4 separate regions of the Mus musculus genome follow, and all the other regions are linked to region 3. A link is a contact called in public Hi-C and promoter capture Hi-C data. All regions are on one chromosome and are shown on one strand. Each heading gives the region's core, a stretch centred on a gene start, on an enhancer-like site or on the middle of the called end of the contact. The rest is flanking DNA. Distances are from core to core; before and after follow the strand shown.

What was found. Promoter capture Hi-C pulls out the DNA fragments that hold promoters and counts their contacts. A called contact is a pair of places that touch in the nucleus more often than the background predicts.
Region 1: a promoter capture Hi-C map of hippocampal neurons shows a contact between it and region 3, with 6 times the contacts expected there. The contact joins the promoter of Neurod1 here to the promoter of Zfp385b in region 3. A contact is called at or near these places in 3 of 39 promoter capture datasets (the 3T3-L1 cell line, cranial neural crest and hippocampal neurons), 2 of 484 Hi-C or Micro-C datasets (brain and cerebellum) and 2 of 115 datasets of contacts at active chromatin or transcription factors (astrocytes and embryonic midbrain).
Region 2: a contact with region 3 is called in a promoter capture Hi-C map of hippocampal neurons, with 4 times the contacts expected there. The contact joins the promoter of Itga4 here to the promoter of Zfp385b in region 3. A contact is called at or near these places in 4 of 39 promoter capture datasets (the 3T3-L1 cell line, hippocampal neurons, maxillary cranial neural crest and 1 more) and 1 of 9 other capture datasets (embryonic stem cells).
Region 4: a Hi-C map of cerebellum shows a contact between it and region 3, with 2.3 times the contacts expected there. The contact joins the enhancer-like site here to the promoter of Zfp385b in region 3. A contact is called at or near these places in 2 of 39 promoter capture datasets (the 3T3-L1 cell line and hippocampal neurons) and 1 of 484 Hi-C or Micro-C datasets (cerebellum).

The regions. Positions count from the first base shown.
Region 1 is chr2:79,452,810-79,458,365 of GRCm38.p6, reverse strand. Neurod1 (neurogenic differentiation 1) reads left to right here and starts at 1,730. Exons shown (of 2, transcript NM_010894.3): 1 at 1,730-1,815; 2 at 3,318-5,556. The coding sequence starts at 3,329. The coding sequence ends at 4,402.
Region 2 is chr2:79,253,310-79,258,907 of GRCm38.p6, reverse strand. It overlaps Itga4 (integrin alpha 4), which reads right to left and starts at 3,482. Exons shown (of 28, transcript NM_010576.4): 1 at 3,052-3,482; 2 at 2,609-2,730. The coding sequence starts at 3,248.
Region 3 is chr2:77,813,665-77,819,336 of GRCm38.p6, reverse strand. It overlaps Zfp385b (zinc finger protein 385B), which reads left to right and starts at 2,521. Exons shown (of 10, transcript NM_178723.6): 1 at 2,521-2,785.
Region 4 is chr2:79,397,025-79,403,451 of GRCm38.p6, reverse strand. All of the region lies in intron 1 of Cerkl (ceramide kinase-like), which reads left to right. Among named protein-coding and RNA genes, the nearest start is that of Cerkl, 29 kb to the left of the region's middle. Within about 2 kb of position 4,066, at least 41 of the 459 cell types and tissues checked have an H3K27ac peak or open chromatin away from gene starts, as enhancers often do. A contact at or near this core is called in cerebellum, where this site is marked.

The DNA of each region.
Region 1 (5,556 bases), core at 481-2,980, 1.6 Mb before region 3:
TCTCAGCCAGTTGACAGAACAAAGAAAAAGAAAAACTCCAGGCAGTTTATCTCTAGAATCCCAGAATGATTGGTGCCATGTTTTAGGCCACCAAAGAACTCCCACAATGCCTTGCTTTTCTTTTTAGATTCGTTCCGGGTCTGGAAGGTTACTTTCAATATCTTGCAAATGCCCAGGATCTCCTTAGAACCCTCTCCCCCTCCCCTTTCCCAGATGTACCCCATTCCAGCCACTCAACCCTGACACTGTTTGCAAACTCAAGGGCAATTGCCTTTACATAAGCAATTCAAGTAGGATGCATTCATTGCAAAGGGGTTGAAGAGGGTAAGAACTTAATGAAGAGTTAGAAGAGGAACTGGAAAGAGAAAGGAGGCCAACCATTCCTCCTCCTCCTCTGTCACTTTTCTTGGGCTAGAAGGACGGAGGATCATCCATCTGAAAGATTCCTCCTTCAGATGGAGAAAATAAAGACTCCTTATTTAAGAATAGATAAGGCTATTCCACAATAGACTTTGCTTGACTCAAAACACAGAGTCCCCAGAAAGGGAAACAGCACATTGAATAGAGTTTTATTGCAGCTTCTCTTTGAGCTTCTTCTGACCAAGGCCCCAGAGATTGAGCACTAGGGGCTCAAGGAAGGCTGTGATTGAATTATGGTCTGTGTCAGAGATGAAATTCCCACCTCTGGTGCGGGGTTGTTTAATCTTAGCATTCCCTAGATGAGCTAGCTGAGGTCATTCATTACTCCAGGAGCATCTGAAAACCAACGGAGCCAAGGTCTGCTGGCAAAAACTAGCTTTAGACACAAAATTCTAGGGTTTAGAGTTGAAGACTCTTAGTGAAGTCTCTGGGGTAGGAGCAGGTGACCGTTAGGTTTACATTTGGAGTGTTCAAGTGTAGGGTATGGAAGCTGACTTGCAAAGGATTCTAGAAGATGCTCTAGTCAGGAAGGTTGAGTCAAGGCTGTGTTTCCAGATGAGGTCGTTTTTATATGAAATAAATGTTTGCCTAGAGAGGTGATGGAGATTAGAAGCCAGCCACCCTTTGGTGGCAATAAGCAAAGCCTCTGCTAAGAGGTAGAAGCTAAGAGATGGGCCTCTCCAGAGAGAACAAAGTCAAACTGCACCACCGGAGACCATTGTCAAGGGAAGGACCCTTCAGTGCACCTCAGTATCTGGGATTGTGAGTGGTTCACCTCTGTCTACCTCTCTGCGCTAAAGCAGTCTTCAGGCTAGGACATAGACTCAGTGATCTTTCTTTACCTTTCCAGCTCGCCTCCCGCAACCCCCCCCCCCCCCACATGTCCTCTGTCTTCTGCTGCCACAAAGGGTTAATCTCTCCTGCGGGTAAAAACAGGTCCGCGGAGTCTCTAACTGGCGACAGATGGGCCACTTTCTTCTGGCCACAAAGGGGCCGGAATGGAGCGCTCCGCGGCATACAAATAGGCAGGTCACGTGGTTCCCGGCTCTTGGCTGGACCGGGAAGACCATATGGCGCATGCCGGGGAGGAAGGAGCAGGGGCGGAGGTACTGTGGGGGTGAGGGGAGTGGTGGTGGAAGGGGGCGGGAGGAAAGTTCTGGGGAGGGGTGAATGAGGGCGGGAGTCGTTCAGTCTGGACGCGTGCGCGATTGCGGGGCGCAGGGACCTGCTCGTTGCTCAGCTCACGGCCCCGCCCGCGCTCAGCATCAGCAACTCGGCTATATAACCCTAGCGCCCGCGCCACCGGGACACGAGGAATTCGCCCACGCAGAAGGCAAGGTGTCCCGAGGCTCCAGGGTTATGAGATCGTCACTATTCAGAACCTTTTAACAACAGGTAATTATGATTCCTATTTTTTACTCTCCCGAGAATAAAAGCAATAATTGAAGAGCTGTACCTTGGTACTTTGCATGCGCACATTTGTGGAGTCGGTTGTCCCTATATTTGAGATCAGTGTCCCTCCTCGTAATTGCCCACAAGTACTCGCACGTAATGAGTCCCAGCACTCAAGTACCCCCTGCAGGCTTTCTAATTACATTTAATTTTTAATAGTATAGAAGCTTTTAGAATGTTTGGGGAGGGGAGTAACTGTAATTATTTGTAAGCGGTTATTTGAAAGTCCCCAAAGCAAACAACCACTTCCAGTTCTCACTTATTCAGGGGAGAAAAGGAGAGAAAGAGAAAAACAAAACAAAACAAAACAAACAAACAAAAACACCTGCTGCCCATAGTTTTATTTGGTGTACAGATATTTAGGCTCATCGTGCATATGAAACTATCTATTTCAGGAGAATGTAGTACTGGAAAACCGATTGGACTCTGAAATAGCTTAGCTGAAATGTAGGGAGAGGGGGAGAAAAGGAAGGAAATTTTCCTGCTACCTGTTACTGTCCCAGAGGCGGCCAAGTCCCCATGCTGGGGCCAGACATTCAGTTGTTTTACTAAAGGCTTTTTACAGTTCTTATGAGAAGCAGCACCTTCACCATTGCCAGTCGCTGACCATTGTAATTACTCCATCTTTTAAAGGGAGGTTTGAGGCGAACTTTGAAAAGCCCCAATAAAGAGCGGGCGGCCCTTTCAATGGGCTGTTTATTAGAGAGGAGCCTTTTGCACCTGATCCCCAGCGCGTGGGAGAGCCTCGCCTGGGAGCCAGAGCTTTTGTACAAGGTGGGAATTTAGCGGGGGCGTGGGGGGGGGGTGGTGAGGCAAAGAAAGAAAGGCAAGAGAGGGATGGAAGACTTGTGCCCACTTCTGTGGCCAAATGTGTTGTCGATAGGAAAATAATTTGATGGAAACTACCTTTCCTCCTCTGTGCATTGGCTCTCCCTTCCATATAATCTTCTTTAAAAATTGGGGTCAGTGCTAGGAAATTACGTAATGGCTTTTCAATTTATTTAAACCTCTAAGTAGTGCGAAGCCAGAGCAGAGATGAGTTCAGAGTATTCCATTTCCAAACTCATCGTTTTTGTGAGTTGGGAGTGACTTGGGACACAGTCAGAAAACCATGCACTCTGTACGCATTTCCACACAGGGCACCTGGCCAGATAATTGCCCTGCACACAGTTGAGCTGATCACTAGGAAAGGCACCCATAGCCACTCATGACAGGCCTAGTGGTACCTACTACGCAGCACCGAGGTACAGACACGCCAGCATGAAGCACTGCGTTTAACTTTTCCTGGAGGCATCCATTTTGCAGTGGACTCCTGTGTATTTCTATTTGTGTGCATTTCTGTAGGATTAGGGAGAGGGAGCTGAAGGCTTATCCAGCTTTTAAATATAGCGGGTGGATTTCCCCCCCTTTCTTCTTCTGCTTGCCTCTCTCCCTGTTCAATACAGGAAGTGGAAACATGACCAAATCATACAGCGAGAGCGGGCTGATGGGCGAGCCTCAGCCCCAAGGTCCCCCAAGCTGGACAGATGAGTGTCTCAGTTCTCAGGACGAGGAACACGAGGCAGACAAGAAAGAGGACGAGCTTGAAGCCATGAATGCAGAGGAGGACTCTCTGAGAAACGGGGGAGAGGAGGAGGAGGAAGATGAGGATCTAGAGGAAGAGGAGGAAGAAGAAGAGGAGGAGGAGGATCAAAAGCCCAAGAGACGGGGTCCCAAAAAGAAAAAGATGACCAAGGCGCGCCTAGAACGTTTTAAATTAAGGCGCATGAAGGCCAACGCCCGCGAGCGGAACCGCATGCACGGGCTGAACGCGGCGCTGGACAACCTGCGCAAGGTGGTACCTTGCTACTCCAAGACCCAGAAACTGTCTAAAATAGAGACACTGCGCTTGGCCAAGAACTACATCTGGGCTCTGTCAGAGATCCTGCGCTCAGGCAAAAGCCCTGATCTGGTCTCCTTCGTACAGACGCTCTGCAAAGGTTTGTCCCAGCCCACTACCAATTTGGTCGCCGGCTGCCTGCAGCTCAACCCTCGGACTTTCTTGCCTGAGCAGAACCCGGACATGCCCCCGCATCTGCCAACCGCCAGCGCTTCCTTCCCGGTGCATCCCTACTCCTACCAGTCCCCTGGACTGCCCAGCCCGCCCTACGGCACCATGGACAGCTCCCACGTCTTCCACGTCAAGCCGCCGCCACACGCCTACAGCGCAGCTCTGGAGCCCTTCTTTGAAAGCCCCCTAACTGACTGCACCAGCCCTTCCTTTGACGGACCCCTCAGCCCGCCGCTCAGCATCAATGGCAACTTCTCTTTCAAACACGAACCATCCGCCGAGTTTGAAAAAAATTATGCCTTTACCATGCACTACCCTGCAGCGACGCTGGCAGGGCCCCAAAGCCACGGATCAATCTTCTCTTCCGGTGCCGCTGCCCCTCGCTGCGAGATCCCCATAGACAACATTATGTCTTTCGATAGCCATTCGCATCATGAGCGAGTCATGAGTGCCCAGCTTAATGCCATCTTTCACGATTAGAGGCACGTCAGTTTCACTATTCCCGGGAAACGAATCCACTGTGCGTACAGTGACTGTCCTGTTTACAGAAGGCAGCCCTTTTGCTAAGATTGCTGCAAAGTGCAAATACTCAAAGCTTCAAGTGATATATGTATTTATTGTCGTTACTGCCTTTGGAAGAAACAGGGGATCAAAGTTCCTGTTCACCTTATGTATTGTTTTCTATAGCTCTTCTATTTTAAAAATAATAATACAGTAAAGTAAAAAAGAAAATGTGTACCACGAATTTCGTGTAGCTGTATTCAGATCGTATTAATTATCTGATCGGGATAAAAAAAATCACAAGCAATAATTAGGATCTATGCAATTTTTAAACTAGTAATGGGCCAATTAAAATATATATAAATATATATTTTTCAACCAGCATTTTACTACCTGTGACCTTTCCCATGCTGAATTATTTTGTTGTGATTTTGTACAGAATTTTTAATGACTTTTTATAACGTGGATTTCCTATTTTAAAACCATGCAGCTTCATCAATTTTTATACATATCAGAAAAGTAGAATTATATCTAATTTATACAAAATAATTTAACTAATTTAAACCAGCAGAAAAGTGCTTAGAAAGTTATTGCGTTGCCTTAGCACTTCTTTCTTCTCTAATTGTAAAAAAGAAAAGAAAAGAAAAAAAACCAACAAATTGCACAATTTGAGCAATTCATCTCACTTTAAAGTTTTTCCTGCTCGCTCCCTAAAATAGAAACCAGACCCATAACACTCAAGAGGATGAAAACCGAAATGCATTCCTTATCAAAACACATCAATTCATTACTTGCACAAGCTTGTAAATACATATTATAAATAAATGCCAACACACACTCCTTTAAATCAAAAGCTGCTTGACTATCACATACAATTTGCACTCTTTCTTTTTAGTCTTTTACTTCTTTGAATTCCATGATTTTACGGAGTGTTTGAAGATATTGATGTTTCCAGAAAATATAAATGCATGATTTTATACATAGTCAAACAAATGGTGGTTTGTCATCTATTCATGTAATAAATCTGAGCCTAAATTTATTCAGGTTGTTAATGTTGGGTTTTTATACCTGTGTAGTCAGTTAGTACAGTAGTTTAAATAAAATTCAAACCATCGAATTCATAATTAGAACAA
Region 2 (5,598 bases), core at 2,233-4,732, 1.4 Mb before region 3:
TGGAACTGAACTCAGAGAGTTCTACCTGCCTCTGCCTCCTGAGTGCTAGGGTTAAAGATATGTGGCACCATTCCTGGATAGGCTAAGAACGTTTGAACTTTAGAATATAATCAACCACATTATAGATAAGACAATATATCATTATAATTAATTATATAAATAATATCACTCAGAACATACAGAAGACTTCGTGTATATATAGATAACTTTCTCCCTCATTTCTTTCTTCACAAACACACATACACAAAATATGTTTATAAGTAGTGATGCTTAGTCTACAAACTTTGCAATCTTAATATGTTTCTGCTAATCAACTGGTGATCTTTTAGCTTTCTTTCTGGACATTAGCGTCAGTATTTTACCTTCTAGATTTAAATTACTTTTGAATTTGTTCTTAATAAAGGAACCATTTTCTCCGTAGAAACTGAGAATGTATTGTTCAGAGTCTTCTCTGAGAAGTAAGTTCAGGCATGCTCCTTACAAAACTCTTCTGAGTGTTCCCATAGCTGAGACAGTAGCCATTCAACTGACTGGGACCTCAGACTCATTTGTGATCTCTTTCATCTCAGTATTTTTGTTGTTGACTCAAATCTTGAAGGTAAAAAAATGTTGCTTTGGCTTACCATGGCTGAATTTTGACCCAGCAAACAAGTTGATGACGATAAAACTTGTGCTTTCCCCTTATTCAGCCATCCCAGAACTTCATATCTCTTAAGTAACCACTGTACTCAAATGCCTCTGTAGTGAATTCTGTGCTCCGCACCCCCAGTGAACTTAGGTTTTCCTTTAATTGACAGTTGCTGACATCTAAAAGTTTATATAATATGTCAGGACATGATCCCCTTTCAGTTAAATACAAACATCCAGAAATAGATGGCGTATCCTCCAGGCAGGATGTAGCCACCAGAGTTTCTAATGTCACAGAAAGAATGCCAGGCCCATAGAAGAAGAAGCTGCTCTTTCCTGAGACCCTTTGAGGAACTGCTGTCAGATCAAGGCTTCACTCATTACACAACTCTCTCAGGTAATGAAAATACCTTTTTTTTTTTTTAAGTAACCATTCTGAATGCACAAGTCTGTGAGTCTTCTATGAGCCCAGGTCTGCCCCTTGGAAGAGGGGATGCCTAATGATGCTCAGAGGCCCATCCCTCTTTTATAAAGAATCAAGTTTCATAGTAGGGTTTTTTTTTCTAAGTAAAATTTGTTTTGTTGTTCTCTCCCCTTCCCCTTTGTCTTCCCTCCCCTCCCCCTCTTCCTCCTTCTCCTCCTTCGCCTCTCCCTGTGCTTTCCTACTCCCAGAATCCTTTGTACTTTAGTGTCAGCCGTAGCTTAATCCAGTGTACACATAACTCCTTCATTCTTATGGGTGCTGGGGTAAAAGTGCAAAGAAAAGAAACAGAAAAAAAACAAAACAAAAACAAAAAACAAGCAAACAAACAACGACGATGAATAGAAAAGGTTTATGACAAAGTCAGGTATTCTCAAGTAGACCTTCCACTTACAGATAAATATAAAAAGTAGCAATTCTCACCCTTAGCTCATCATCATCGATAATGGATCATATCTCCAGACAGTACACCAAAACCCTTCATTTAGTTTTTATCCTCACTGAAGATGTATACCTGAAGTGATAACCCTGAGTCTAGGTAAGTACTTTTGAAGAAGGAACCTGCAGCTCTCTGTGTGGGAGCCCTGAGGAAGCAGAAGCAGTACAAGCATACACTAGAGCTGCTGTGAGGGGAAAACATTGAGCAATATACACAGCCATGCTTAACAGTACTGAGAGCAAGATAGATCTAAATTAATATTAGTTCCCCTTTCTTTCCCCATGTGTCTGTGCGCAGCAACTTTGCTTTTGACTTTGAAACATGAAACTTGTCTCCTCTGCCGTCAGCGCACATTTCTCAAGTTGCTGAAAACCTAAATAAAGACAGAAACGAGGGCTGAAAGACAGACCTGCTTTACAGGAGAATTTGAGGGGAGGAAAATTAGTAATTATATGTCAGACCTCCTATATTTATGATTTTAACAAAAGGCATGCTGTTTTTTTCTTCCCATTCTTTTATGGTAGGTAGTGTCATTTTTAAAGGAAGGGGAAGAAAAATCCCTGGGCTACATGGTGGGATATAGGCTAAATGGTGAGATATAGGCTACATGGTGGGATATAAGCTACATGGTGGGATATAAGCTACATGGTGGGATATAGGCTACATGGTGGGATATAGGCTCAATCAAAGTTTCTATTCCTGATGTGCAGCTCACGCTAGAACAAAGTTGAGAAGTTGGGTCCTCAGCCAGAGAGGGGTTTTAAGGCTTTGAAACAGATTTTACACATGGAAGAGTTCTAGGACTGGTAGAAGGTAGCTTGCCAGAAGCCACCCTATGAGACTTCCCCTGAAAGAGGTTTGGAAGATACTGAGATCACATACAGTTGCAAGCAAAGGAGAGGAAAATACTCTCAGGAGCAAGCTGGCATGGGGTTAAAATTGAAAAGCTTGTACTTTAATCCAGAAGAGACCAGCATCATAGTGTCTTCCAGGACTTGCCCAACAGTGGACCCACGAAGGGGAGAAAGTTCATTATGTCTTGTTTTGGGGACCCAACTCACCCAGCTGGAGCTGTTCGCAGGTCTGGTTTGGATTCTTTCTGATCCCGCATCTGTAAATCGCCCCAGGATTGACCACTGAGGCATTAGAGAGCCAGCTGGCAGTGGGAGCCCCCACGATGAGCCTAAAGCAAGAACCATGCAAGTTCGCTCAGACGTGAACCAGTCTGCCCACCCACTCTGCCCCGTGTTGGCTTGTGACAGCTGTGCAGTGGTCAGCAAGGGAAGTGGCACCCACCTCCTCTTCCCATGACTGGAGACCCAGGACTCAGGAGCACCCTGGGGGCTGCCATCCCAAGATAAGTTAGTTCCAAGGCTCTCCAGTGAGGCAGCTGGCTGAAGCCAGGTCTTTCTCTGACCTCCCAGGAGGGCGGAAAGTTTGATTCATACAAGGAATCCCAGAGGCGGAGGCGCTGTGACATGCCTCTTGGGGAGGGCGCACTCACCAGCGCTTCGACCCGTGGCTGTGCAGCACCACCGAGTAGCCAAACAGCGTGCCGGAGGGGCCCTGGTACAGCAGTGCATTCTCCGGGTCCAGGTTGTAGGAGTGCCCGGTTGGCACCCCGAAGTACAACAACAGCATCACCGCTTCCCGGAGGGCGATCCCTCGGGACCTCGGTCTGCACCTCGCTTCCGCAGCCATGCGCTCTTGGTGGAGAACATTCAACACAAAACGGCCACTGACCAGAGTTGCACAGGATGCGACGGTTGGCCAAAGAGAAGAGCGCCCCAAGAGATGAAGTGCAGCAGCGTGTCCGGTGCTGGCAGGCGACAGGGGCGGAGAGAGGGACGCCAGAAGAGGAGGGGAATTGGTGGCCACAGGCGGAGCGATCGTAGTGGCCAGGGATGCTTCAGGCTCTGGCCCACGCCCCGTTTCTGTGGCCCCGGAGCCAGGGGCCGGGTGCTCCTAGGATCTGGGTGGGGTCCTGGGTGTGGTGCAGTGGCTCACAGCCTGGCCTCCCTCTCCCCAACCCGATCCCCATCCCCGCCCCGCAGCAGCTGTAGGGGGCGCTAGGGGACCTAGGTTGCATGGACTCACACCCTGGCAGACATCACACACAGTGGCTCTGGCTTCTGGGGCCCAGCAAAAATAACCCTTGGGGGAACACAAAACAGATCAGGGGATTCCCTTTTGAAAGTTGGCTAAGGCTTGATGCCTTGCGGGACTTCACCAAGTGACTGGCCTCCAGGGCCAGTCCCAGTGGCCAATAATTTGGGAACTAAGACTGTGGAGAACCTTCCAGAACTTCCTCTGTCACTTATGTGCTGTGTAGCATACAGAAATTACACAGTTTGCAAGAAGCCAAAACTGCTGCCCCCCCCCCCTCCCGCCCCAGCCCTATTGGAGCATTTGGTGACAAAAGTATATGGCTAGTCTCTTCAAAACTCCCAGGCCTGCAGCCTTTTATGCAGGCTTCCTTCCTCTCTATACACTTCCTCTTAAATAGAGTCTATACGCATGAGCAAGCCAGGCAATAGCCTAACACAGAAAACCCAGGCAAGCTAAGGAAATTCTGTGACTTGCCTCACTTAGCAGACTCCACCCCTTGCTCACTTCTTCATAACTAGTCCCCATGTACACACTCAGTTACCCCAGGACATACCTACCACCAGATGTGTAGACACAGCCTAAGACAAGGTCATAACAGGCTTCTAAAAAGCCACCAGAGATCAGAGTCACAGCACACCTAAGCCAGGAGATGGGCCTCTGCTGAACATACTCCTTGTGTGCTGCTTTTCTTTTTTTTTTTAATTTTATTTTATTTTTAATTTATGTCTTACACTCCATATTCCATTCCCTGCTTTTCACGCTGGAGCAGGAGGCAAGTGCTGGTGAGTGTTAGCAGGTGAGATGCTGGCCCTCTTACCTTTGTTGCAAAAAAAAGACAAATGACAAGAAAGAAAGAAAGAAAGAAAGAAAGAAAGAAAGAAAGAAAGAAAGAAAGAAAGAAAGAAAGAAAGAAAAAGAGAGAGGGAGGGAGGGAGAGAAAGAAAGAAAGGAAGAAAGAGAGAGAGAGAGAGAGAGAGAGAGAGAGAGAGAGAGAGAGAGAGAAAGGAAGGAAGAAAGGAAGAAAGAAAGAAAGAAAGAAAGAAAGAAAGAAAGTCCGTGTCTGCCAGTTACACCAACAGAATCACAGGCCCGCAGCTGTCGCTGTTCACTGAGTCAGATCATCTCATGCAGTGGGCAGCCCCCAGTCCTCGAAACACCACAACAAATCAGCAGGATGCCTGGAGGAGCACCCAGCAACATTTTTGGCCTGATAGTAGAAAAGAAAAGTTCCCTACTCCATAAAGTTTAATTGTTTGGGAACACTTGAAGAGAGCTGGAAGGCAAGGATCGCTGAGTTGGGCTCCACACACTCTGAGAAGAGGCACGAGGGAGGAGCCGGTCAGCCTGGTTGAGGGACTGAAAAATAAAATAGCACGTGCCTCCTGAGCCCCACAGGCAGGGAAGGGATGGTGAAACTCTGGTTGGCACTGATAGCTGTACAGTGGCTAATGGGCAGGTCCTCATTTCTATCATTCAGATTACAATTTGCTACTTTTCCAGAAGTATTATTCAACAAGCCAAGACAACCCTCCTTCCTTCCCTTAGGACTTGAAAACAGCCCTGCTGCTAAAAATCCCCTCCCATTGGGGAGATAGAAACAATGTCTACCCCTTGTGCTAACGTCCCATTGGCAAACCCAGGCATGACTCTGAAATTCCTTTCCTCTGGGGAACTGTCTTAGTTAGGGTTCCTATTGCTGTGACAAAGCACCATGATCAAAAGCAACCTGGGGGAGGAAAGGATTTATTTGCCTTAGATATCCTGAATCATACTTCATAAGGGGAAACCAAAACAGGAACTCAAACTGGGCAGGAACTTGGAGGCAGGAGCTGATGGAGAACCCACTGTCTTGCTTCTGGTAGCTCACTTAACTGGCTTTCTTATGGTGCCTAAGAACACCAGCCCAGGGTGGAGGTGGTACCACCCACAGTGGGTTGGACTG
Region 3 (5,672 bases), core at 1,272-3,771:
GCTTTTATGTGATTTCTGTGTATCGTGACTTTCCAGAATTGCATTGAGTCAGGGTGTTGTTATCAGTCGTGTACCATAGAATGGAAGTCCTAAGCTGTAAAGCTATAGCTAAAGTTTAGATTCTGGCTTTATGTTCCTTGACAAAGTGGCTTTCAAAGTATGTTCCCAAGAATGGAGTCTCAATGATGGCTGCAAAGAAATATATAATGTTAACCAGAGCTTGTTTTATAAGATAATGTACCATGTGCAAATTCACATGTGCTATTGCATCATAAAACCAAGTGATTTCTAAAGCTTTCAAATCTGTTGATGGCCTGTTTACCACTAGTATCCAATGGGCAAGAGGATTAACAAGATTGCTGGGAAGGAGTTAGACTGCATTTAGTATGATTTTCAGGGAATACTTAGGAACCACTTACCTCATAAACACACGTAGGGGCAAGACTTAAATGAACCTCTTTCTGCTCTTTCCTGCCAGTGAGGGGTGCCTGCATGATGTGCTAGCCTGGTGTGTTACTATCTGGACGCTCCTAGTTTAGGGTGGCAGATCTTGTTACTGAACAATGGTTTTAAAAGGTCAGGTGGGCTAAAGAACCAGATTTGCCAATAGACGATCATACTTTCGAAGAGAAGCTTCGGTTTAATTTAATTTTCCCTATATATCTCTTAGTTTATAGTTGTTTCTATATTGAAGTGTATTTTCTGGGAAAGTGTACCGATTGTTTTGGGGTGTGAGCTTCCAGAAGCCGCTATTCTGCCTTGGTTAAGGGACATGAAAGACATAGTTCTTTATCTCTTAGGTCACAGGTTAAAAATAATTTGAGACTCGTCTGCAAATATTTTATGCTTCTTTCAGCTATTGTTAGGAATTGCAACCCTCAAATTATTTTCTACCATACATCTCAGCTATAAGTGATTAAAAATAGACAGAGAGGAGAGGAGGATGTAGTTGCAGATTGCAGGACATAAAAACTGCAAATCCTGCTAAACTGTGCAAGCCATGGGGAACACTTCTCACAGGTGTTCAGTCCATAGGGCTTGCTCATTTTCTTCCCCTCCAAGAACAGTTAAAAGTGTTGGGTGGAGGCCTCCGAAGCACCCTCACCCCCTGCACCTTAGATTTCTGGGAGTGCTAATTCTTGTGGTCGGTAGTATTGGCTAAGGCAACCTCGCTGCTTTCAACTCTCAAGTGCAAGGGCCTGGAAGCTGGATGCCTTGATCATAGAATTTCCTGCTGCTCTCCGTTTGCCAGAACTCCATTCTCAGGACTCATAAAATGCTTACTTTCAATATAACCTTCATGGGCAGGAAGATATGTTACGGCTATAACTTTAAAAAGGGACTCTACAAACAATTACAGTTCTTCATGTTCTTTTTGGGGTTATGAATTTTGCAGCTTGCCTCCCGTAGTTATTTTGAATAGAGGTAGCAGTAATAATAAACATACCAGTTTGGGTCTGTATTTAGTAGAGCGAGCCAGGCCAGCTAGAAGATGTTTGGATTCTAAAAATATAAAGACCATCAGTCAGATTAATGTCCCTTCTCACGCTGGTTACCTCAGGTGCTGGCGCCTGCAATAAGCTGACATTCCAAGGTGGATTTAAAAAAAAAAGCAAGCTGCTCCTTCGGAAGGCTCCAGAATGCAGTGAGTGTGCATTCATCAGATCTCAAACCCACCCCGGAAGCAGCACTAGCTTTGGCTGGACTCGAAGATATTTACTCCGGACACTATGCCAAGACATTAACAGCTGCCGGATTAATTATTTATGGCCTTTGTGTCAATCATCTAAGACAAGATCCAAAGAAAAATATTTTAAAGTCGAGTCATCTGTTTTTTTTTTTCAGTCTTTGCTGCCTTCCACAGTTCCCTTGTCATTTGTTACTCTTGAATTTCTTCCCGAAGAAGTCATCTTAGAAGACTGAGCCCTTCAAATTATGTTTCCTTCCCCCCAGTGTTTTCTTTGAAGTGCTCTCCGTCGCAGAAATAAGCGCCCTGGCTGTGTCTACACTATTTTCAGAAGATGGCTTACACCGGGGGAACCCCTGACACGGTTTAGTTTTTGAAACTTCAATCAGCGAGGTCTGGCAGTAGGAGCAGGCGAGCCCCTCCCCTGCGCACGAGCCTCGCAGGTCCTTGCTGGGCTGCGAAGCCCTGGGTCCCCGCGGAGGCTGATCTGTGTCGCCCGCCAGCCGGGAGCTGCACGCGGGGGCAGAGCCCATACTTGGTGGCGAGCATCTCCAAGAAGAGTTTTAGTCCGCTCGGCCAGTAGGTGACACGTCGGCCCCCGCGCGCGCGAGGTTTGCGTCCCGCCTTGGGGAATCCCCCCACCCCCGACCCCTGCTGGAGGCTGAGGGGCGCGTGGGACCCGGTGACCAGGCGGCCTTCCAGGCTGCGCCGCCCCCGGGGCGTCTCCACGGCGTTCCCCACCCCAGCCGCAGCATCCCGCGCCGAGCGCCTCGCAGGTCCTCACGCCTGTCCCCGTGGCCCGCGCGGACTCGGCACACGCCCCTCACCTGGGCGAGGCCAGGCGCGCAGGCGCCGAGCGTGGAGACCGCGAGCGGCCGCTCAGCCCGCGCTCCCGCTGGGTCGGACAGTTCCGGGGGCCCGCGGCGCAGAGCTGTCGCCGGTGCCACCGCCCCGGGCTGCCGCAGACCGCGGGAGAGCGTCTGCGCGGAGCTCCAGCGCAGCCCTGGCGGGAGCGCCGCCTCCCAGGCGCCGGCCACATCCCCCCGGCCTCAGGAGCGGCTGCCCCGCGCGCCCGCCGCCCGCCGCCCGCGCGCAGAGGTAAGCCTGGGGCGAGCAGCCCCGCGCCGCGTCCGCGCCTCTCCCCACCGCCTCCGCCCAGGCGAGGGACGGAGTTTGCGCTGCGTCCCGCCGCCCCACTTGTAGAGGCAGGCGCCTGGCCGCTGCCCCGGCCGCAGAGTCGAGGCTCCCCCTAGCCCCTCGAGTCAAGGAGTAGGACGTAGGAGTAGGACGTAGGAGTTCGTCGGGCAAGGAGTCCCCAGGGTGGGCTCGGAGAAGCCAGGGTGGGAAGGGAGCATAGAGATAGACGGGGGGGACAAGGAAAGCCTCGCAGGGGGTCAGTGGCAGTGCCTCTCCCCTCCCGGGAACTCCGGGGGGTTTTGCAGACTCCCTTTTTGCCAGAGGGAAATGAATAATTTGGGTACCGAGGTGTGAGGGCAGGATGACTGTGGAAGCTTAGGGTCCCAAGGGCATTCTGCAGAGAAAAGACCAGCAGAAAGGTGAATGGTGCGGCTCGAGAGCAGATGCTCAAAGTTTGCACTTGTTGGGAGCTGGGAAGGGCAGCCTGGGTTAGCAAGAGCTGGTGAAGGTGTCAGCTCAGGGTGGGAGGACTCTGCGGGACAGCGGAAGGGAGGAGAGAAACGGGAGGGGGAGGACCATCTGCTTTGCCTCTGCTGTGTGCTGGCCTTGGGATGAGGAGAAGACTAGACGGAGGTCTCTCATGCTTTGCTTCCTATGGCTCTGGAGATCACTCAGATGGCGAGTGTCCTGGGTCCTTCAAGGAAAAGAAAATGCCCCCGCCCCCATGAGCACAAATAATTTTGGAATGACCTCAAAAGTTCCTGGATTTGGAAACATTTTCATCTAGAAAGGAGGTTGGCGGTTCTCTCCGGTTTTGCTTATCTGATGAGCAGCACACAGAGGCTATTGCAAACTTTGTCACAATGAAGCAAAATATAGGCAAAATAGATGCTCCAAATGGGGCAAAAACATTTGTGTTGTCGGGTAGACTGGCAGCGTCCATACAGCTTGGGAAGGACTGAGAAATATATTTATTAAATGAAGAGGCAGTTTTCCAGAAAGTTACTGTGCAGCATCTCAAACATTTAGGCTCCAGATAACTCCCTTTAGTGTTTCAGGGTCTGCTTTTGCCTGTTTCCAGAATCCTTCAATCTTATTTTAATGTCATGCATGCTTTGATACGGGTTGTCCTTTCCTGTCATAGTTGAATGTCCTTAGAATGTAAAATACCGGCTTGTAGGTTTGGCTACTTAAGATATGGAAGGTGAAAATATGTTTATGTGCTCAAAGCCTTGCTTGCTCGGATTCTGTATTTTTCAGTAATCAAGTTTTTGCGGATTTATCGTTTACACCTTTACTTGTTTCTGAAAGTGATTTGAGGAGGTTTAAGGTGAAACCACAAATCAAATAAGCTGTTCTTGTCCGTCTCCTTGACCTCTCGTGGGCGCATTTGTAGTAAATGCTTTTGGAAAGGTGAACTCTCCCAAACAGGGGAGGATCGCCGCCCTTGCTGGAATAGTGCTGGTGGTAGGTATCAGTGTGGTGCAGTATCATCCCTGAAGCATCTCATTTGCATAATATTATGTTATGGTTATTAGGTAAATCATTGAAAAGGAGCTCTATAAGCATTAGAATCCATTGACATTAAGGGAAAGAAAAACAATGTTGATAGCTTACAGCATTTTAACAGTATATAGATTCCCAGGACCAAAGAAAACAGCCTGTCTCTTTGGACTGAGGCAGAAAGAAACCAAACGGAGGCATTTCCATCTCAGTCAAATTAGAGACAGAAGTGTGGTTAGTGCCTGGCACCCAAGCACAGCAGATAATGAGAGCTGACAGCAGTTGGAAGATCCTTCTTCCAGAGTGGGACTATTGTATGATGATCGAATGTCCTGGCTCTGGGAGTAGAGAGGATCTATCAAAGCAAACATCTCTTAGAGATGAAAAGCTACATAGAATGATGCTGGGTGCTGTCGGGTACCATAAACAAGACATCCCAACTCTGTTTTCTTTTTCTTCCATCTGAGTTTGAAGATGCTACTGCCCAATGACATATGTGAATATGATATTTTATATTAATTAAGCTTACATATCATATCATTATATATTATATATAGTTAAAAAGAACAATTAACTAACATATCACAGGAGTGAATTCATGTGAAAAATCTTTGTTCATGGAAACAAAGAGCTAAATTGGCTTTCTAAGGCTTTCAAGCTTCTACTTAGATCTAAAGGACAACGCATGCTGAACTTCCCTGCCTTCTGTTTGCTTGGTTTTGTTATTGTTGTCCCCTCTGCACACTATTTTATTACTGTTGCTATCACCATTTCTCCATTTCTGTCTCTTGTTCCACATAGATCTTAGTATGATCTTCTATTCTTCATAGTCTCTCTCTCTCCCTCTCTCTTTCTCTCTCCCCCTCCTTCTCTTCCTCTCCCTTCCCCACCTCCTTCTGTTCTTCCTCTATGGGTTTCTCTTAGTTTTCTTTACTTTTTGGGTTATCTTCCTTTTGCATTTTGTAGATTTCATCTGGTGTTGTCCTTTATTAATTTAGATCATTTCTTCTTAAGATGACATACTTTTGCTTTCCCTCCCAGACATCATATTTGCCCTGTGAAACCCTTTGAAGGCCTTGCATTGCTCTCAGGTGCCTCAAGTCCACCACCTGCTTTCTAAATCTAAGCATAAACTCTAATCACTGTCTTTCTTTTAAATGAGCAGGGGCGCCTTGGTGTCAGTTTCCACAATTCTCCCAAGCACCCAGAGCCTCCTCCTCCCATACCATTGCTTTCCACATGCAGTGCACAGACAGTCCCACCATTTCCGTCTCCACAAGGCCTCTTGACAGCATCACTTTCTTATCCACAGCGTGTCTGCCTCCGTTTTTCTAGATGTTACCAC
Region 4 (6,427 bases), core at 2,817-5,316, 1.6 Mb before region 3:
GTTTGCCTTAACCTACTACATTCTAATTTACCTCTAACTATGGCATGAGTTTTTCATTTAATTGTTTGTTTAATGTGGAGAACAAGTACAGAAAATGATTAAATTGCTACCAGTAACTTCTGTTGAGTGTCCAGGCTGTACAACTCAGAAGGACCCAGCAGAGACGGATATGCCTGGGAATAATGGCCTAATGGGATTTGAGAGTTAATGTTTGAAGAGGCTAGAGTCAAGAAGGCCTTCCATTATCCAGGAAATGAAGGGGCAAAGGTTGGAGGTGGACATGTGCATAGTGTGATTAAGATACATCTGATGGCTATGACTATACTTACTATCAGCATTTATTGGGACACTGACCTATTTTTGAAGCACCGAATGAAGTGCTAGGATATCGAAAGCAGAGACAGGGATAAGCATAAAGATACTGCCAGAGACTCACAGGCCATGCAAATGACAGTCATCTGATATGATGTCAGCTACCAGTGTATACGACTTGATAGACTCGATGAACTGATAAGGTCAAAGAAATGGCTTGATTATGAGACTCGAGTGAACCCATTAGGTTCATATCTTCTGTGAGTGCCCCTCCTGGAATCCTCCACCCTTGAATTCATCAATGTTTCTATTAAGAGATAAAGATGGGAGTGACACAGGAAAGAAAACAAACGGACAAATAGGAACACAATAAAGGAATAAATGGCCCCAGCAGAAGTGGCACATGAACTCACTTCCTGAAGGAGTGACAAAGCCTCATCATGTTGCATAAATTCATTCAATAAATCTAAAATAACTTGAAGTATCTATAGGCTTAGGTTGTGTTTTCTCAAGATCATATTATTTATACTTCAATCTCTGATTTGGGGCAAACTTAAATTATTGAAAACAACCAAAAGATGTTATTTATATAAGTTATATCCACTGATGTTTGTTATATTATAGATTACAGATACTTTAAAATATTAATGAAAGAGCCAGGGCTATCACTCAGCAGTGGAGTGTTTACCTGGCATATAGAAGGCCCTAGATTAGCTATTCAGCATCACAGAAAAATAAAAAATAAAAATAATAGTAGTAAACCCATTACATGTTAATATAAATATCACACTTATTTAAGACATTTCATCAAACAGTATAATAGCAGTGCCACGGTCTTCACAGTCTTAGAGTCCTGGGATCCTCTTCAATGTCTGATAGGATAGGAGAGAGTTGGCCTCTCACTTTACTGCTCCAGTCTGCTGTGAATACTTGTTCTGGTTGATGTGTAGAGGAAAACTGAGCTTAACTCGGGTGTAGGAGAGGAAACCATTCCACTTTTGCCTGTCAGCATCACTCTGAAACTGAGGCAGAGCACAGCAAGTCCTGGCTTCTTAGAGGTGAGCTCTAATGTAGAATCTGAACACTTCCAACTGATTTCTCTCTCTCCTGTTTGAATGAACTGATAGCTCAGATGTGATTTTTATGATATCCCCTTGACTATTTGGAAAGCTGGGTACCTCTGTTACAGTTTTATGACACATACATCTTATTACAAAATATTTTTTAAAAGTCAAATAATCCTTGCCAATACCTCCAGAAAATTCCTTTAAGATGAGGAGCTGTAATATATATCTTTTAGAAAACCCTGATTTTCCTCTAAATCTTTCATTTTTTTATGGACAGAACTTTCAGTTTTGCTCTTTGGCTAGTTTTGTTAATTTTCCCAGAGAAAGTTTGGCAAATAGCTATGACTAAATGCCACAGTCTTCCCTATCAGCAGGTCTTTTGCTCAGACCGGCCTTGATCTGTTTATGTAACCAAGGAGAACCCTAATTTCTCATCCTCCTGCCTCTACCTCCTTGGTGTTGGAATTAAATGCGTCCTACCAAACTTGTTTGTGTGCTGCTGGGGCCAAACCCCAGGAGGGCTTCATGCATGCTAAGCAGACACTCTCCCCACCCTAGATACATTCCCAGTTAGTTGGTCCTCTAAGTAGAGATGGTGTTCCATGAAGGCAATTGGTGCTGTCAACTTGGGTGGTTCCTGGGCTCTTCTGGAGAGGACCATTGCTCTGTTCACAGCAATGACACTTTATACTTGGTACACAAGAACTAAACATAAATAAGCAGTTTTCTTTCCTTGCCAAGAACCACTAGTGGAGAATGTGGGGGGTTACTAGTCATAGTGAATGGACTTGTCTATAGTTGTGTCCAAAGCAGGTGCTTTGCCAGACGTCAGCATGACAGGTAATGGAGTATTGCTGCCTTTAGTAGCAATGGAAATTCTTTTGAATTTGTGCATCCTATAAGTCTACCATTGAGAATGACCCATAGAGCTGCTTGGCTTCTCTTCGGCATTTGAATGGCTTACTTAACCCACTCTCCCCAAATTATGCACTGCAGATGTAGGCATATCTTTTGTTACTGGCAGAAATTTAAAGAACCCTCTGATCTCTCAGAACTGGCCAAGGTGTCTGGAACATGAATATATATATATATATATATATATATATATATCTCAAGAAATAGATTTAGCATAGAAAATTTGGGCATTATTCCGAATAAAGAACTGGCATTTTTATCTGTATTTTAAAACCCGAGCTACAGGAGACTATTTAAAATGTATCAACTTTTCATTAGTACATTTTGATTTTGATGCAGAAATGTCTTTACGCCGGGCGTGGTGGCACATGCCTTTAATCTCAGCACTTGGGAGGCAGAGGCAGGCGGATTTCTGAGTTCGAGGCCAGCCTGGTCTACAAAGTGAGTTCCAGGACAGCCAGGACTATACAGAGAAACCCTGTCTCAAAAAACCAAAACCCAAAACAAAACAACAACAACAAAAAAAACCAAAAAAAAAAAAAAAAAAAAAAAAAAAAAGAAAAAAGAAAAAAAAAAAGAAAAGAAAAGGAAAGAAAAGAAATGTCTTTACATCTTCCAGTGTTTAAAGACTTACAAGACATATTTGAGGTACTTACACTCGATAGGAAAAGTTAAATTGAAGAAACCCACAGGCAGAAAAATCATCTCCAATATTAAATTTGGTTTAGTAAAAGTGTAAGACAGTGGATTTGGAATTTCTCTCAAATAAGACGAAAATTTTCTAATATTTTTACTAGATAAGAATACTAGTTCACCATATCTCCATCTTGATATTCATGTGTGCTTAGGAGTTTGGGCACCTCTGCTCTCCAACGCTGTGCCACGTTCTCCAGGAGAGCATTACATTGAAGCACATTTTCAGTCTGCTACAGGATTGGCCCTATTTGTGTAAACCCTAGTTTAACCTGATTATTAACAATTACGTTGTGTTTTCTACTTACAATTAGAGTGTATTCAAATTTATTGGTCCCTTGCTTCACAGATTTATCTCAGTATGTGGTGTATTCAAACAGAATTTTGTATTTTTAATTAGGGGATTAGATAAGTAATTCTGAAGAGCCAAGAAAAAAAAATACCCTGTTAGGCATCATTTTGCCTAACAATGTGACATACACCGTGTGTGAGAGAGAGAGAAAGAGAGAGAGAGTGTGTGTGTATGTGTGTGTGTTCAGGGTGTTGTGCTAGTGCCATCTATCCAGCAGGCTGTTTTTCAAGCCACGTTTTAAAAAGTGGACATGTGCAGGAACTGTGAGCACAATTAGCACCAGGCAGATAAACCCAGCTTTAATCCTGTTTACGGTCCGCATCAGGCAGATGTGCCAAGATTGATGCAGACAAGCCCTGGGCTTACAGTAATATTTTTAAAAGTGCAGCTCACTGTCCTATTTTTGTTAAACCTTTGCTCACTATCCTTAAGTGTCACTGGCTTTGCTCTCCTTATTTGCCACTGTAACCCATTTTGAACAGGTCCTGCTTTCCTGGTAACCTGCCAGGAAAGGTTATCTTTATTCCCTGTAATTAAATTGGCTCCCCTTCCCCCAAGAAGATACAATAGGAAGTGGGTGCTGAATTAAATAAATAGCAAGCTATCCAATAGACGCATACTTAAATCCCTTGCAAGAACAGATGGCCCCAGTATCTCTGTAAGTAATGCGAGAGGACAGTTAGTGTTCTGAAGCAACTAGCAACGACCAATATGATCCTAATGAGCCAATAGATTTCAAATAACGAGCCACATGCCACCAACCAGAGCTCTACACTGTGTGAGGGGTTAATGTAGGTAGCCTGCAACACAGTGCCTGTAGACCATTTCTGCATTTGTATCTCCTGATATCAAATATGAATTTATAAATGAAGTTGTACTTCAGAGTCTTCCTAATAGCTGTGCCACTTGTTCTTAAGGTAGGAAGTAGAGCCACATTTGAAACACATGCCCAGAAAAATCAGCGGGCATGGTGCTTCTCTTCAGAACTCTTTCTTTATTCTACAGTCTGATCATCATAGGTTCATGGAAATATGGCTTTCACGTGGCATTATGTGAATATTTGCTTTCCTTGTGACGGAAACCGATACGATCCCAGGAGTGGCCAGTGTGACTCAGCCCAGCCATTCAAGAGAATGGAATCCAAGCAGAGATTTAAGATCTCAGCCCTTTGTTCAGCACTTACTTTCAAAAGCCTCTTCCTGATTCATTTGTAGACAAAAAGGAATCTAAGTCACTCTTAAAATAATCCTTAGAGAGACACAGGCAGGTAATCCATCTTTACGGAACCAACACTGCTTTTTACAACACAGTTGATTTTCTTTTGTTTTCTTTACTCATGTTTATAATGAATATTTGTGTACCCTGAGAGTGTCCAAAGGGTGTCCCGAAGTAGTGGCTGAGGAGAAATAATGAGCTAAGATTTTCAGTTTATCCCATCAGATAATGCCCAGAACCTTTAGCCTTTCCTGAGGCTAGCCCTAGGGCTTTCCCCAGGCAACTGGGGAGACTTTCATTAACCTCTGATCCAGGAGGCTGGCTGTGTTGCCTCACCCAGAGCCAGCAGGTCTCCTGCTCATTGCTTACAAACTTCAAAACCTAAAGGGTGCAGCTAAGCCCAGCCCACACTGCTGATTAAACATTTAGGCCAAAGCTTCCTGATAAAAACATTTCCAAGTCAAGCGCTCCCAGAGTTCTAACATGCCTTTTTTGTTGGACCCATTTCTACACAGAACACTAAATTCCAATGGTGCTACAGTCTTCTGCTACATCAATGTGCTTCAGGAAACACACATTCTATTATCACACAAGTTGTTTCCAAGTTTGACCTCAGTGACACTTGGGTGAGCTTTCCTTTTCCTTCAGCTGGGTTTATTACTTATTGTTTTGGAGTTAATTCTGAAAAGCAAGTTAAAAACTCTGCACACAAAAAGCCTTTCCCTCCCTCCCTCCCTCCCTCCCTCCGTCCCCCCTCCCTCCCTCCCCCCCTCCCCCCCTCCCTCCCTCCTTTTTTCCTTCAGAGTGCTTGAGCCAGGGTGGATATTAGAGGACAATGGCCAGGAGTTGCTCAGAGCTCACCAAACCTCTTTCCCCACTGAGCCTTCGTGCCCCCAATTTTCCCCTTTCCTACACTTAAAATTACCCCGACTGCTGATCACTGTGGAAGGGAAAGCTGGAGACTGATGAGAAAACCAGCACTTCATGTTCTCGCTTTTATCTCTCTGTGTGGTGACTAGGCTTAAGCATTTTCTGTGGTTATTTTATTTCTTGGTTTTCTTCCTAAATAATATGTAAGTGGGTTCAACCCCCCCCACAATCAACTGTGTAACTTGCTTTTTAAAAAAGATTTGTTTATTTTATGTATATGAGTGCACTGTAGCTGTCTTCAGACACACCAGAAGAGTGCATCAGATCCCATTACAGATGGTTATGAGTCACCATGTGGTTGCTGGGAATTGAACTCAGGACCTCTGGACAAGCAGTCAGTGCTCCTAACCACTGAGCCATCTCTCCAGCTCTGTAACTTGCTTTGATTACATGCATTCATTCTTAGTGTCAATGTCTTTCTGGATGCGGACACACACTTATTCAATAAAAGCTGCAAAAGGCAAGGATGGTTTATTCTACCATCCTCTGAACGGACACTAGTGAAGCTCCAATCATTTTGCTATGATGAATACTGCTGCAATTCACATTTGGGAATCTTTTGATGCTCACAGCATAGTGCCCAGCAGCTACCACTGGCCTGCTTCTGCTGCTCTAAAACTGCTTCCTTTTCAGCTGTACCATGGCCTACCCTTAGTTTTGATCCCATGCCAACCTAGAAGGCAGAGTGGTGTTTGGTTGTTTAAATTTGCATTTCTTTGATTACTAATTAGGTTGAACTTCTTCACGTGTTTGTTGCTTGATTTGCATTCCTTCTTTTGTGGAATGCCTGCTTGAGTCTTCTAAGTTCTTTTCCATGAAAGTGTTGCAAATAACTCTTTGGCCTTTGCTCTCTTTGTGACTTTTCTTTATGAATTTTAGGACTTTTAAAGTGATCAAATGATTTTTTAGGTCAGGCAACTTGAGCTCTGAGTGTCTGACTGTT